Regions from separate parts of the Mus musculus genome. Here regions 1, 2, 4 and 5 are each linked to region 3. The links are chromatin contacts, called in public ChIA-PET, HiChIP or PLAC-seq and promoter capture Hi-C maps. All regions are on one chromosome and are shown on one strand. The core of a region is the stretch at or near the end of the contact, and the rest is flanking DNA. Distances in the headings are between cores, read along the strand shown. Region 1 holds the start of Atp6v0a1 (ATPase, H+ transporting, lysosomal V0 subunit A1). Region 2 holds the start of Atxn7l3 (ataxin 7-like 3). Region 3 holds the start of Rdm1 (RAD52 motif 1). Region 4 holds the start of Rundc3a (RUN domain containing 3A). Region 5 holds the start of Hrob (homologous recombination factor with OB-fold).

Region 1 (2,700 bases), core at 42-2,541, 620 kb after region 3:
TCCACCTCTGCAGCTTCCTGCGACTCATCCCCATCCTCAAAGACAACTGCCTTCTTCTATCTGTCAAGTCTCTCCTAGGAGCCTGAAGGCTTCCGTTCAGGTCAGCAGCTGGCGCTATCAGTGGTACTGAAAATGCAATTATTTATTCGCGATAAGCTCCCCGCTCAGCTTCGGTACAGCAGCATCTGCAGTATCTATCCTCAACAGATCATCATGCACTGCATCACTTTTAATGTCGTAACGTCATGCAAATTCCATGTTAATCGATAGATAAGACTGATGTTTCCGAGAAGATTTGCCCTTCGGGAAGGCAGGAAGACATTTTGAGGAACCCGAAAAACAAATCCTTTCGGCATTAGGTGTTCAAGGAGAGCAAAATAACACACTCGACTAAAAGCAAGCATTTCTCAAGAGATTATGTGGGTTGACTTAAGAATATGAATCACCCACATAAGCTATAACCAGTCCTTTCCACCTTGAACGAGGATAGATGCCACAACCTCAAAATAAATGAAATCATGTCTGACAGGCATAGCTGACAGGGCTGACAGGGCTGACAGCCTCCAGTGAGTTACCGCCCTCCTCCTGTTCCTTCATGATTACAGGCCTCTCCAAGACTATCTCTACCCCCACTGAAACCAAACACAATACGAATTTGGAAAAGCGGTTTCCAGGGGTCGCGAAATGAAGTACGAAGAAAGTAATTCTGCAAAAGGGTGATCCAAACCCAAGGTCCTCCCAGGAGGACTCTCGCTCGGATTCTCCAATCCTCCCTTTCTAGCAGGGAGCATTTGTCGTTCACCTCTTCGTTTCTAAGCTGCACAGTGAGAGCGCAGAAATTTTCTGGACCAGGCATAACCTGTCTCCTGGTTAGGGAAGAAATCCCCAAATTGTAAGACCCTTTAAGAAATCCCCCCAGATCACTCTGCCTATCCGATCTCTTCTGTCCTTTCGCCTCCTCCTCTCCCGGGTCATTCCTGAGCAGTGGCCCTCCAGTTCCTCTGCCCACAGGAAGGGTGTCCGAAGAGGGAGATGAGCCCCCCATATTTTTCTCAGAGACCTAAGATCCTGGCTAATTCTTCTGACAAGCATCCGAGGTATCCGAGTGCGCTCCACGTCCCCTCGAAAGCCACTCGGGGAAGCGCTCTTTCTACAACCCCAGCTCACCTCTCGCCGGCTCCGCCGCCGCCGCGACCGCAGCCGCCGCAGCAAAGCGACCCCGGCTCAGGCTGAGCAGAGTCGCCGACCAGCGTACGCAAGCAAGGCTCCGCCCCCACGCCACCGTCGAGTCCCGCCCCCGAGATGATTTCATCTCAGTTGACCAATAGGATGCTGCCTCTCCCCTGCTGCCGCAGTGCAGAGTCTATGGGGCTCGGGCGAGTCCTGGTGTGCAGTCGCCATCTTTGTTCCGGCGTTGTGATTTCTATCCCAGTTTGGAAGTCATCTGGGCTGGGCGTGTGACTTTTGAAGTGTTTGCCTTTTGAGCCCATCAGAATCCTTTCTCTCTATTATCCTCGGAGCAAGGTTACCTGCCATCTCTACTTTCCAGAGAACCAATTCACAACTTTTTCTTGGAGAAAGCAGCATGAAAGAAATGGGCACATTATAGAATGATCTGAGAGCTTGAAGGGAGCCTCAAAGCTAGTCTTCTTTACGTATACGCATCCTATGTCGTTCTTAGACCTCTGAAAATATTTGAGCCCCAGACTGGAGAGCGACTTAAGATAAGTCCTATATTAGAGACATAGGATCTCGTCCACTTACAAAGTATCGGATTCATTCTTCCAGCAGCTACCTAGGATTTACACTTATCCAAATTGGAAAAAAAAAAAAAATCCCCGGAAGACCACATGTTGACAAAGTAATTATTTTTATCTTGCTTACTAGGTTTCTGTGAACCCATCTGACCACGTAGGAGTTTTCAGTTCCTCATATATCTTTTGAATGCAAAATAATACCTACCTTTTTTTTTTAAAGCTCCTTTTCTAAATATTGATAGAGTCCTTTCCCCCCAATTAAAGAAGAGTAGGGAGTCAGCAGAAACATCAGGAGGAACTTGGAGAACTGGTCAGTCAGTCTCTGTGGGTGGCGGAACTCATTGAGATTCAAGTGTAGTGAAGGAGGTATTTCGGATTTAAAAAAAAAAAAAAAAGCAACTTGTACTGATAATTTTTATCTGCTTGGCAGAAGTATTACAAAACGTGTTTTGTGAGCCCGAACAAAATGATGGACACAGTGAACATTTTATTTGAATTTTTCTACTGCACATGGTAATTGAAGGTATTGCTTCATTACAATTCTCTCGAGAAGCAGCATTTCTGAGACCTAGGCTTTACGGTTTTCACATTCTGAAGCTCCTTCTACAGGCAGGGACCCACAATTGAAATCCTGCCAAGTATTTCACAATGACTGTCACTTCCTTCCTCGTAGACTTAGAAAAAAAAAGCTAACCTCAGAGTCAGCTGCTTCCTAACCGCAAACAAGTGTTTCATACACTACCTGTAAGAAAGCCTATCCCGGACTATAGTTCACTTGAGTTGTTTCTACACCCCACGCCGTGGTTTCCCTGAAAGTACATCCTCTTAGAGGTCCAATAATAATAATAATAATAATAATAATAATAGTTATTATGGAGGTCAGAGAACAACTTAGTGGGAGTTGGTTCTCTTTAACCCCGAGTTACCCAGGAATTGAACTTGG
Region 2 (2,700 bases), core at 198-2,697, 670 kb before region 3:
CATTATGTCCTCTGGTAATGGACAAAAGAGGCGTAAGAAGGTCTTTTGCCTGGTCCACCAAGTTAAATTCAGAACTAACGTGTGGTCTTATCCGCTTCGAAATATCTACCAAGAACCTCCATACATGTTTGCTGAAGAGCGAAGAACCAAAGATGGTCTCAAAGTACGTGATTCCAGAGTTTAATTTTATCTGAAGCTAGAGGCCTGGCACGCAAAAGTCTCGAGGCTGTAGACACGGCCACGTACATGTGAGCGCAGATCTAAACACCTTGGGTGGCTGAGAAAAGGACCTTTCCTCCCGAAGCTAAAGAGGCGAGAGATGGAGGGTAAGGCCACTCCCAGCGGAGCAGCTTTTAGTGTAGGCAGAGTCTGGCCAGTGCTAAGCAGTCTGTCTGAGAGGTGGAGGGTCCAGCGTGGGCTCCGGAAGCAGGAAAGGCGAGCAGGTGTGGGATCTAAATTAGGATAAGGGCGGGAGCGCGCTCGACTCAGAAGGGCGCAGCTTGCACTCCGCAGTGAACCTTCTCCCTTGGGTTCTTTTCGGTTCGGAGGCCTGGGGTGGCTGGTGACCCACTCCGAAACCCAGAGAACGAATGCAGACCAGCCCCTTTTAAGGTTGTTCCTTCCTGAGCGCCTAACTGCACCCCATTTCAAGCCCAGACTCTTCACACAACTGACTGTATGCCTCGCGGTCAAAGTGGGGGAGCGACCGGGGAGCAGAGCAGGGAACCCCGCGGGAAGGGCGGGGATGCCTGGGCCGGAAGGCGTCCCAGGCTCGGCTGGGAGCCGGCGCTCTCTTTCGACGCCACCCCGTTGCCTCCGCCCCCGAGCCGGCCGGGACGGCACCAAGTCTCCGCCCCTGGCGCACCGCGCACCTCACCTTGAACGCTGCCCCACCCACCTCGAGCCTATTGGGCCTCCCGGGCCGAGGACACTCCGCGATTGGCCGGACTCGTCTACGGAGGCCCCACCCATCTCCCCGCCCCAGGTCCCGTCCGCCGGTACTTTGGACGGCGGCGTGGCGCCCCTCCTCCCCTCCCGGTCCCCGCCCCCTGGAGCAAATGCTGCCGAGCTGCGGCCGCGGGGCAGATGCACGCGCTCGGGCCCTTCTAGCAGGCGCGAGCAGTCGCTGGGCGCGCGAAAGCGAAAGGAGGAAGAGGAAGGGAGGGCGAGGGCGGGGTGTTGAGGAGGGGCGGGAGGAGGAAGAGGAGGAGGTTGGAGCGCGCTCGCGCCTGGCCTCGCGCCCGCGCCGAGGGAGGGGGGAGAGGGGCGCGCGCGCGCACGCTCGCGTCCTCGCTCGCTCCATCCATCCATCCTCCGGTCGCGGCACGCGCGCGCGCTCCGGGCTCGCGCCGCACCCCCCGCCCGGGAGAGGCGGGCTGGAGTGGGGGGCGGGGGGAGGGGCGCGCGGACGGCGCGCGGACTGCGCGCGGGCGGGGTGAGGTGAGGAGGAGGAGGCGGCGACGGGACGAGAAGGGAGGGGAAGGGGCCATGGCCGCCCGGTGAGGCGGCGAGGCGGGGGGGCAGCCCGACCCCCCGGCCCCGGGCCCCGGGCCCCGGGGAGAGGCGAGGACGGACCGACGGACATGGGGCTCCGGAGCAGCCGCCGTCGCCGCCGCCGCCGGAGGACGCGGCCCTGAGAGGCCGCCGGGCCCCGGCGCGGCCCCCCGGGCGGGGTGAGTACAGAACAGGGACGGGGGAGGGGCCTGCGGGGGGCGGGGGGCGGGGCCCGAGGCGGGGCTTGGGCCCCCTCCCCCCAGGTCTGGGTCAGCGCCCCTTCCCCTCCCCCAGGGCCGACGCGGAAACGCCCGGCTTTCCCCGGCTTCCCGGCCGGGCCGGGGCCCCCCGGTCTCCCCCTGGCTGGGTCCTCCTTGGGCGGGGCAGGGCCGGCCGGGGAGGGGGCGCGGGGCCTTTGTTAGGGAGCCAGGCCCCAGCCCCCGGGACAATAGAGACACCCTCCCGGAATCCTCTCCCCGGCCCGTCCGGGATCTGGGCAGGCGGCGACCTAGTGGGGTCGGGACGCGTCCCACTCTGCTTACTCTCTGGGGGTCGGTCTGTCCCGGCCCGCCGCCGGCCTATGGGCGGCTCGGCTCTCCTCCCCCCAGTCGGTATGATGCAGCAGCAGTGCCGCAAGGACGGGAGAAGAGCCGCGACACGGCCTGCTCCCCTTCCCAGTGCCCCTGGCTCATTTGTCAGTCCCCACCCCACTCGAGGCCGGCAGCTTCTTAAACTCGTACCCACTCTTCAGTGGGGCCCCGAACTGTGGGCACTGTTTCTGAATCCTACGGTGGGGTTTTTGGACTTTGGGGCTCTTGGAGAGACTTCCGGGCTGGTCCTGAGGGAGGGAGGGTGCGATCTAAAAGAACAGGTAAGGGGAGTGCCCACTCGCGTGCGTACCACGGGGCTCTCCTCTGCTCACGTTCTTGGTGGCTGGAAATGCCCTTTGCCTGTAGGCTTCTCTGGGCTCTGTTCCTCTCGTAGAGTGGCAGGCTTATTTTAAGAGAAGACAGAGTGGGGTGAAGGTTGTAGGGTGTTAGGGCCATTCCTACTTCTGGTAGCAGTACCCCCCCAAGTGGACATCCTGGCTGAAAGCAGAGGTGACTATGACAGCCCTTAGGGAAACGGGGGTTGTCTTGAGGAGTCTGTGCAGTTCTTTGCCACACCCTGTGGGTTTGCTTTGAGGCCTTAGAGTTCCTTCTCCTC
Region 3 (2,700 bases), core at 103-2,602:
AAAAAGGTCTTGCATCATGTATGGACGTAGAGAAAATTCACTTGGGGTCACTACTAACTGCAGTTCTCAGATTTAATCAAGGTTCAAGGGAGAAGAAAAGAAAAGCAATATGGGGGCTGGTGAGATGGCTCAGTGGGTAAGAGCACCCGACTGCTCTTCCGAAGGTCCAGAGTTCAAATCCCAGCAACCACATGGTGGCTCACAACCATCTGTAACAAGATCTGACGCCCTCTTCTGGAGTGTCTGAAGACAGCTACAGTGTACTTACATATAATAAATAAATCTTAAAAAAAAAAAAAAAAAGCAATATGGATAAGAATAAGAAGCTGGGTCAGCAGCAGGTTGATACATCAAAAGTGGCCAATCAGAAATTGAAAGGACAGGTGGTGGAATTGAGAAACATGGTGAGATGTGCTGAGGCTCTGGGGGAACGGGTTCTATGTTAATATGGAATGAAGGCTACAATGTACTAAAGGATGCTTTCCCCACCTCTGGAACCTGAAGGAAGTTCTATTTTACAGTGATGACAATAAAGCATCCATTATATTAAAACTGGCAGTTGGTCAAACACATTTTAAGTCCAAATAAAATAGAAAATGTTTATAAATAATGTAAATAATAAATGTAAATGTAACATACGACATGGGATTTTCATTGGAACTCTTGGGTTTGACCACAATTACTCTCATGATGAACCTTTTATCACCTAACCATCACCTAGGATACCTGAGGCCAGAGGATCAGTGAAAACGCATCTGGAAGCACCGGGTGAATCAGGGCACCACAGAGTCTCTAGCTACTCACTGCAGAACTCGGAACGTTATCCTGAAGCCTGCATTTGCACACACCTTCACTGGTGATGTCTGAAAAAGGGGTTTCCCATCGCAAGCCTTCTGGGCTCTCTGTGCGTCCCGCGAGGAGTAAAACTTGATGATGGCGTAGAAACCAGGACGAGCCACTGCAGCGTTCGGGAAGACTCGGACTGAATACAGAAGGCCAAACTGAGAGAACACTGTGAACAGAGAATGCTGTGGGAGGCCCACCAGTGAGTGCTGACCCCCTACCTCACTTCAAGCCCAGATCCCGCCCTTCTCCGCTGGAAGCACTCCCTTCACTGGGGCTTCATCTAAGGAGGAGACAAGCCCTCGCTGGCTCCCCGTTCCTCTGCGCCCACGCGGGGCCCACGCCTCCTGTCCCCCCACTCCCTTCCCCTGCCCTCTCCGCGCAGCCCCTCACACTTAAGGCTTCGGCTGGGGGCCCAGTGCTCAGATCCCACACCAACAAAACTTTGTCGCTCTGGGTGGGAACTACGAAAGAGATCAACTCCGCCATGGTAAAGCCAGTGCGCCTGCGCAAGCTACTACCGCGAAATTTAAACCCTCACAAGTAAAGGGCGGAGCTTAACGATTTCCTTAAAACTTCCCACAAAGCACATATTTAAAATGTTTCCACCCCACATTAGCTCCAGTGCTACACTCTTTTTTCTTTTTTTTTTTCCTAAGATTTATTTATTTATGTGGTTGCTGGGACCTGAACACAGGGCCTTTGGAAAAGCAGTCGGTACTCTTAACCACTAAGCCATCTCTCCAGCTCTGGCGCAAACGAGAACTCAGTTATCGTGTACACAACCCAATCAGGATACAAACTAACGAAAGTTAAGAAGAAGAAAACACAGACATATTTAAAAAGCTGGACTGCCCTACAATCACCATGCTCTGACTTTAAAACCAACTTTACTCCCCAGAGGGGGTGCACCGTTCCTGGAGGTACTGCAATACCAGGTCGATGCGTGGAGTGGACGGAGCAAGCTCCTATTCCAACTCCTACTTCCAAAAATCCATTTAATATATTGTCCTCGGATAGAGGACGTATCAGATATTAAACTGATAAGAACAGATACTACACTTGATCTTAGCCAAAAGGCCGAGAAGCGATACCGAACTACGCCCACACGCCCCATACACTCAACACCGACCACACCTTTAATTCACAGTCACCAACCAACCGACTCAAACATGCAGCCAACACAGACTCTCCTCTTCATTGAGTACACCACCTTTACGCCACGAAAAGCCTGTAAGATTCAAGGAGGCCGAGAAGTTTTGGTTGCAGTTTTTTGTTTTTGCTCCCAGAGTTCCACAGAGCAGTTATTTGCATGCCCCGCCCAAGCGCGCCGAAAGCTCGAACCTGGACTGCTTTTTCCGCTTCTGCGCTGTAGAGCGCAACCGGGGCGCAGAGGGGACGTATTGACCTTTCCCTGCGATACAACCAGGTTCTTCTTCGCAGTCTTTCAGACCACACCCACAACAAAAGGTCCTTGAGGAAAAGGGGCCTTTCGATTTTCTGCTTAATTTATTAGTTTACAGGCGATTCCGCTAGGCTCCTCCCTAGGATCAAGCAACCAGCTTATGGTGCTTCTTCAGGTGTGGTGATAACGACTGCTTCACCACTCCAGCTCTCTCTGTTCCCACGTGTTCCTTGCGGTCTCTGGCCCCAGCCCCCATTCTCTCCTTCTCTGTCCCCTGCTTTCTCTGCCCTCGTGACTCTGTTCCCCTCTGTCTGCCTATCTGTTCATCTACCTCAACCCCTTCTCCAAGCCCTCCCTCCCCTCTCTTCCCCCAAATAACTCCCCACCAGATCTGTTGCTTGGCGTCATTTCTCAAGGGGGCACTTTGGCATGGGTCAGCCAGGAACTCCCTA
Region 4 (2,700 bases), core at 196-2,695, 770 kb before region 3:
TCTGACACAGAGACAACATGGCTGGGTATGTGTCCAGACTCCAAAGGAACCCTGGGTAACCGGAGACTGGGCATCAGGTGGGCATGATTTCGGGAAGAAGGAACAGGGCTGTGGTTTATGTTCACGCAAGTGGGACTGGCAAGAAAGGACAACTCGGTCCCACACCCAGGAGCACTAAGAGCCAAGACGAAGCACCCCATTGGACATGGAGGCTGCAGGTGGAGAAGGCAGCTGGCATGGAGATCCCAGAGGGAGTGGCAAGGACAGGTGGGGGCTTGGGAGAGAGCCTGCACAGCTGGTGGCTTTCTGGCCTCAGGGCAGGGCAGGCAGGGTGAGTCACTGCAGCCTTGAAGTGGGAAGGATTACTTTCCGGTGTCCAAGAAAGAGGAGAATTTTCCTAGCCCTGCAACTGCCCCACCCTCAGGGATTTAGGGATCTGGGCTCCCAGTCTTTACTTGGGGCCCCAGTTTCTGCAATTAGGCCTTGGGTGCTCCCTACAGCGGGGTAGTGCTCTCGACCTTCATTGGATGGGTTCAGGGCCTTTGTGCACAATTGGTCCAGCCACAGGCTGCTGCTACCTAGAAACACCATCATTGCTTTATGAAGGGTTGAGCATAGTAAAGTCTCTTAGGAAAGCTCCACTCCAAGACGCTAAGCAGGCAGGGGTGGCAGAGGGGACTTGGAGGACATTCACCCCCAACCCCATTGAGCTCCCTTTGCCCACCCTGCCCCCACTGCCAGGAAGAGAGCCAGCCATCCTCCCTCCTCCCCCCTCTCATACACAATGTCACTTCCTGGTTCTCACAGGAAACTGCAGTGCCAATTAAACTCTCTTCATCCCCCAAACCCCAGTCTGGGCATAGGCCTGGCTTAGCCAAGAATAAGGACCAGACATTCCAGCCCGCCTCCCGGTTCCGGGCCTAGGAAGGATAGAGAGCGCGGTCCTCCCTGCCCTGCCTTTTCTCAGTGTCTGCAGAGCATCCTCATGGGCATGCTCAACCCTTAGATTTCTCAGCCTGCTTCAACCTCTCTCATCACCCCACCCCGACCGCCAGCGGCGCCCACCTGCACACGGTGATCAGGTTCCTGCGCTCCACGATCACGTTGCGGGAAGATGCTTTCTTGGAGGGCAGCCCCAGAGCCATGGTGGTCTGGACAAAGCTCGCTTCCATCCAGATGTGCGGCCACTGCTGTCGCCGCCCGCTGCCCCCCACCCCACCCGGCGCCCCGGCCCGCCTCGCAGGATCACGGCTGGGCCGTCTGCCCCCGGGGGCCCTTCGTCTTCTTCACTGCCATCCCTCGGCCTCGACGCCTAAGGCCGGCCCCTTTGCTCCCTCCCCCGGCAGCGATTCCGGAGCAAAACAAGGCCGGGGAGGGAGCTCTCCGAGGTGCTGAGCCGGAGCTCGTCACCCCCTCCCCCAGTCGCCCGTCCCCCCTCCTCGGCCGGTGACGTCAGGGCCATAAGCCCCGCCTCCGGCAGCCCGGGACCAATCCGCAAAGGGCGCAGAGTTTTGGGGGAGGGGAAGGACCGAGGCCCTTGAGAGAGCGGAGGGGGTCCCCCGGAGAAACAACGGAGACTGTGTAGAGAAGGGCCCTTTCTCCACCCCCACACTCAAGGCTGGGGATCCTCGTCTGGTGTCTCAGCTTTGACGCTTCTTTCCCTTGTTTCTGGCCTGAAGTCGGTGCTATCTGTCTCAGATTTCTCATTGTACCCTAAAGAATGGAGACCCTTACCTCCTGCATCCTTATGCCAGCCCTGCCCCCCATCCACTCATCCCAGGCTTGTCAGCCCGGCCCAGGCCACTTCCAGAGACTGCAGGTGGCCTTAAGGTGCTAACCCTTCTGAAACTAAAGGCTGCCACAGAAGCTGCCTCTTCTGTCAGTCTCTGCGGGTTGTATTTATCTGCGCTAGCCAAGCAAGCCAGTCTCTCTACAGGTGGAGGATGGGAACTCAGCGAAACCATTTAGTCCAGAGCTTGGAACCACTCAGGATAGGGATTTGGGGTTACCAACAGTCTGGCGTCCTGGACTTCATGGGGTTCTTAGCAGTAGCCACCCCACCGACCAGTAGATTTAAGGATTAACTCTTTGGCAGCCTACATTGATAGGGGGCCGGTCAAAAATGGTTTCGCTTTTAGCTGGGCAGGACTTGAAGGCATAGTTTGTTTTGGCTTCTGTGCTATCTTTGGATTCCAGGTTGCTCTTCACGTCTCTGCTTGCCCGCTCCATTCCTGGTAAACCACTTCCAGGATTTGAACATTGCCCGAATTCGATTGGGTCATTCCTTTTAATGTGGAATGTAAGGCTATACATTATGGATATCAATGACTTATCAGATCTGATTTGCATTATTTTCTCACATTCTATGGGTTGTCTTTTAAAATTGATACTGTCATTTGATACTCAAAAAACTTGAATTTCCATGAAGTGTCCAACCTGGCCTTTGTTGTCTGTATCTTTGGTGTCAAGTCCTAGAAATCACTGCCTTTGTATGTTTTTGTGTTTTGTTGGTTTTGTTGGTTTGTTTTATTTTGAGACAGGATCTCACTATATAGCTCTGGCTAGCTTGGAATTCCATTTGTCAGACCAGAGTGTTCTCAGATTCACTGAGATCCTCCTGCCTCTGCCTTCTGAGAATTGGAATGCCCTACCATGCCCAGCTCCTTTGTACGTTTTGAGATAGTCTTTTGGGAGGCTGGA
Region 5 (2,700 bases), core at 11-2,510, 620 kb before region 3:
TCAAGTAGCCCAAGTTGGCCTCAAGTCATTATTATGTTGATAAAGGTAATTTTCAAATCTTATATAAAAAAAATGATTGATTTAGTGGGGGTGGGGTACACTACTGCATGGGTGTGAAGGTGAAAAGAACTTGAGGGAGTCGGCTTCTTCCACCCTATGGGTCCTAGGGATGTAACTGAGGCATCAGAGACAACCACCTTTTACCTGCTCAGCCACTTCCCCAGCCCCTGACCTTGAACTCCTGACCCTTTCCTTTCCCAAAGGATGGGATTACTTGCCTACACCACCTCTGGAAACAGGCCTGAGTATTCTGCAACAGAATCTCAAAGGTTGGTCCAACACAAGAAAGGACCCTGCCTGAAACCCTTGTTTCTGAGGATCAAGCCAGTGATTTCTTTCTACAGAGGACCAAAGCCAAAGGCAAAGTTGCCAAGAGTGTGGACTGCCCCAGTCTACGGTTCTTCTTCCTGGACAGCAGACTCAGACGAGTGTCACACCCACAGCCTGGGTTTTTGGTGGGGGATTGAGGGCGTGTGGCATGGTAGCTGCTGCCTTTAATTCCCAGAACGCCTAAGGCAGAACTTTGAGTTCGAGGCCAGCCTAATCTACATACTGAGTTACAGGATAGCCAGGGGCAGAAAGCCTGTTTCAAGGACCCACCCTCCTCCCAAAAAAATAAAAACAGAGGAGGAGGCGGAGGAGGAGAGGAAGGGAAGGAGGGAGAGGAGAGTTGAATGTTAGTCACCCCAAGATCACGAGGTTGGGGGCAAAGATTCCAAAAGCCAGTGACGTTTGGGCTCGCAGGGATTGATGACTATTTTTCTGTCTGTCTGTAGGTCTGTATGTCCGGGGGAGGTACCTTTCACAAGGTCTCCTGCGCGTTGCGCGCCCTTCCTACCTAGCCCCCAGGTCTGCAGACTACACTCAGTCTCTACCAGGCAGATCCCGTCCTAGCAGACTAGCGAGCCCGGAGCCCAACCCGGAGTCCGGCTTCCCCGGGGCTGGAACGCCTCCTCCCCAGAGCCCGGGCGGCTTAGACGCGGCATTACCATAACGACAGGCCGTGGGCTCGGGCCGGCGGGTCGGCCCGGCCGTGTCAGACTCAAGGGTTCACCTCCAACTCGACCCAGACGTAGAGTAGGGAACTATGTCCGGTCGCATTCCCAGAGCAAGGTCCAAGAGAAGCGTCTTTAAGACCGCAGCGGAAACTGAGAGAGGGGCGCCTAAGAACGTGCACCCAGAGCGGCTTTCAAAGCCGCCGCCAAAACAATAGCTCCGCCCCCTTAAAGGGAAGGCACCAATTTTTATCCTGCCGACACAAAGTCCTTCTTCCTCGGGCCTTCCGCCGCAGCCTTAAAGGGAAAATCAAAGGTCTCTCGGTCGCCCCCAAGCGGTCCCTCTAGTCCAGCCGGCTGCCACGTTCTGGTTGAAAGGGAGCTTGGAGAAATCTTATACACTTTATTCTCCCTTCTTTTTTTTTTTTTTTTTTTTTTTTTTTTGTTGAGCACACTGGTGATTTGAGAGTGACTTCATCCTCACCAGAACGCAGCCGATCGTGTAGCCCAGGCTGCCCTCTAACTCACTTTGTAGCCGAAAATAACCTTAACTCCATATTGTTCTTCCTCTACCTCCCAAACGCTGGGGTGGCTGGTTTTATGTGGTGCTAGGGATGGAACCGGGGAGGGCGGCGGGGGGGGGGGGGGGGTTCACACTTTGTAGGCCAAGCTGATTGGTAGAGACAGGAAAAGGTAGAGAGCCTCATGCGCCATCATCCTCTGGTGAATGAGGAGGGATTGAACGATTTTGGGCCTTGCACGTGCTAAGCAAATGTTCAACACTAAGCTAATAATACGCCCAGCCCTAAAGAGTTTCTACGACAGAAAAATGTGTGCCTTCTTTGCATGTTAGAAAAATAGGCCTGAAAGCTGGGAGTGCATTCCAATGGTCAACATTGTACTAAGCGTCTTCAAGACTCTGGTCCCAGCTACCATACATACATACACTGCAGAAAAAACGAACAAACAAAAACATAAACAAAATTACTTTGGAGGCCATGCAGGGACTGGAAGGTAAGGCCTGGCTCAAGCATATAAGGCAAGTAAGACTGAATGAAGAGATCCGGGAAAGACAGGGTGTGTCTTTTCCTCAGAGCACAGTAGCCGTCTGAGCCATAGAAATATGACTAAATTGGTGGATTCTTCCTCAGAACAAGGCACATGTGTACAAACACATGATGCTTTGCACATAATTATAGGGGGGTTGTCTTCCTGAAGCCTCTAGTCAAGAACTCAGTCCCAGACAGGTGGTGGTGGCCCACGCCTTTAATCCCAGCACAGAAGGAGGCGGATTTCTGAGTTCAAGGCCAGCCTGGTCTACAGAGTTAGTTCCAGGAGAGCCAGGGGTACACAGAGAAACCCTGTCAAAAAAAAAAAAAAAAAAACCAAAAAAAAAACAAAAAACAAAACAAAAAAAAAACCCTCAGTCCCCTGGAATTCTAGGAAGCAAAATGGTATAGCAGTTAAACTGTAGATGCTGAAGTCTCGATAGCTGGGTCATAGGCTCTCAACTCTACCTCCTCTTTGCTATGTGAGCATGTGAGCTTGGTCAGGGTCATACCTGGAATCACATAGTACTCCAGGACTCTTGGCTGTTATCATTCCAGGTTAAACAAAATTAACAGTGCTGGGACCCTCCCCCTAT

What was found. Promoter capture Hi-C pulls out the DNA fragments that hold promoters and counts their contacts. ChIA-PET counts read pairs in DNA pulled down with a chosen protein or histone mark. HiChIP or PLAC-seq counts read pairs in DNA pulled down with a chosen protein or histone mark.
Region 1: a promoter capture Hi-C map of pre-B cells shows a contact between it and region 3, with 2.1 times the contacts expected there. The contact joins the promoter of Atp6v0a1 here to the promoter of Rdm1 in region 3. A contact is called at or near these places in 3 of 39 promoter capture datasets (liver and pre-B cells) and 1 of 115 datasets of contacts at active chromatin or transcription factors (embryonic midbrain).
Region 2: an RNA polymerase II ChIA-PET map of memory CD8 T cells shows a contact between it and region 3, with 8 read pairs. The contact joins the promoter of Atxn7l3 here to the promoter of Rdm1 in region 3. A contact is called at or near these places in 1 of 39 promoter capture datasets (liver) and 1 of 115 datasets of contacts at active chromatin or transcription factors (memory CD8 T cells).
Region 4: an H3K27ac HiChIP or PLAC-seq map of microglia shows a contact between it and region 3, with 6 times the contacts expected there. The contact joins the promoter of Rundc3a here to the promoter of Rdm1 in region 3. A contact is called at or near these places in 4 of 39 promoter capture datasets (hippocampal neurons, liver and pre-B cells) and 1 of 115 datasets of contacts at active chromatin or transcription factors (microglia).
Region 5: an H3K27ac HiChIP or PLAC-seq map of microglia shows a contact between it and region 3, with 4 times the contacts expected there. The contact joins the promoter of Hrob here to the promoter of Rdm1 in region 3. A contact is called at or near these places in 2 of 39 promoter capture datasets (both in liver) and 2 of 115 datasets of contacts at active chromatin or transcription factors (bone marrow-derived macrophages and microglia).

The regions. Positions count from the first base shown.
Region 1 is chr11:101,008,032-101,010,731 of GRCm38.p6, reverse strand. Atp6v0a1 (ATPase, H+ transporting, lysosomal V0 subunit A1) reads right to left here and starts at 1,291. Exons shown (of 22, transcript NM_016920.4): 1 at 1,168-1,291.
Region 2 is chr11:102,295,376-102,298,075 of GRCm38.p6, reverse strand. It overlaps Atxn7l3 (ataxin 7-like 3), which reads left to right and starts at 1,447. Exons shown (of 13, transcript NM_001098837.1): 1 at 1,447-1,673. It overlaps Gm33851 (cyclin-dependent kinase 13-like), which reads right to left and starts at 1,687. Exons shown (of 2, transcript XM_030246466.1): 1 at 899-1,687; 2 at 159-452. The coding sequence starts at 1,311. The coding sequence ends at 380.
Region 3 is chr11:101,626,601-101,629,300 of GRCm38.p6, reverse strand. It overlaps Rdm1 (RAD52 motif 1), which reads right to left and starts at 1,352. Exons shown (of 7, transcript NM_025654.2): 1 at 1,237-1,352; 2 at 849-1,028. The coding sequence starts at 1,332. It overlaps LOC115487916 (a small nuclear RNA gene), which reads right to left and starts at 1,935; the gene lies at 1,745-1,935.
Region 4 is chr11:102,392,148-102,394,847 of GRCm38.p6, reverse strand. Rundc3a (RUN domain containing 3A) reads right to left here and starts at 1,445. Exons shown (of 11, transcript NM_016759.5): 1 at 1,066-1,445. The coding sequence starts at 1,172.
Region 5 is chr11:102,247,442-102,250,141 of GRCm38.p6, reverse strand. Hrob (homologous recombination factor with OB-fold) reads right to left here and starts at 1,260. Exons shown (of 10, transcript NM_153544.3): 1 at 1,050-1,260. The coding sequence starts at 1,052.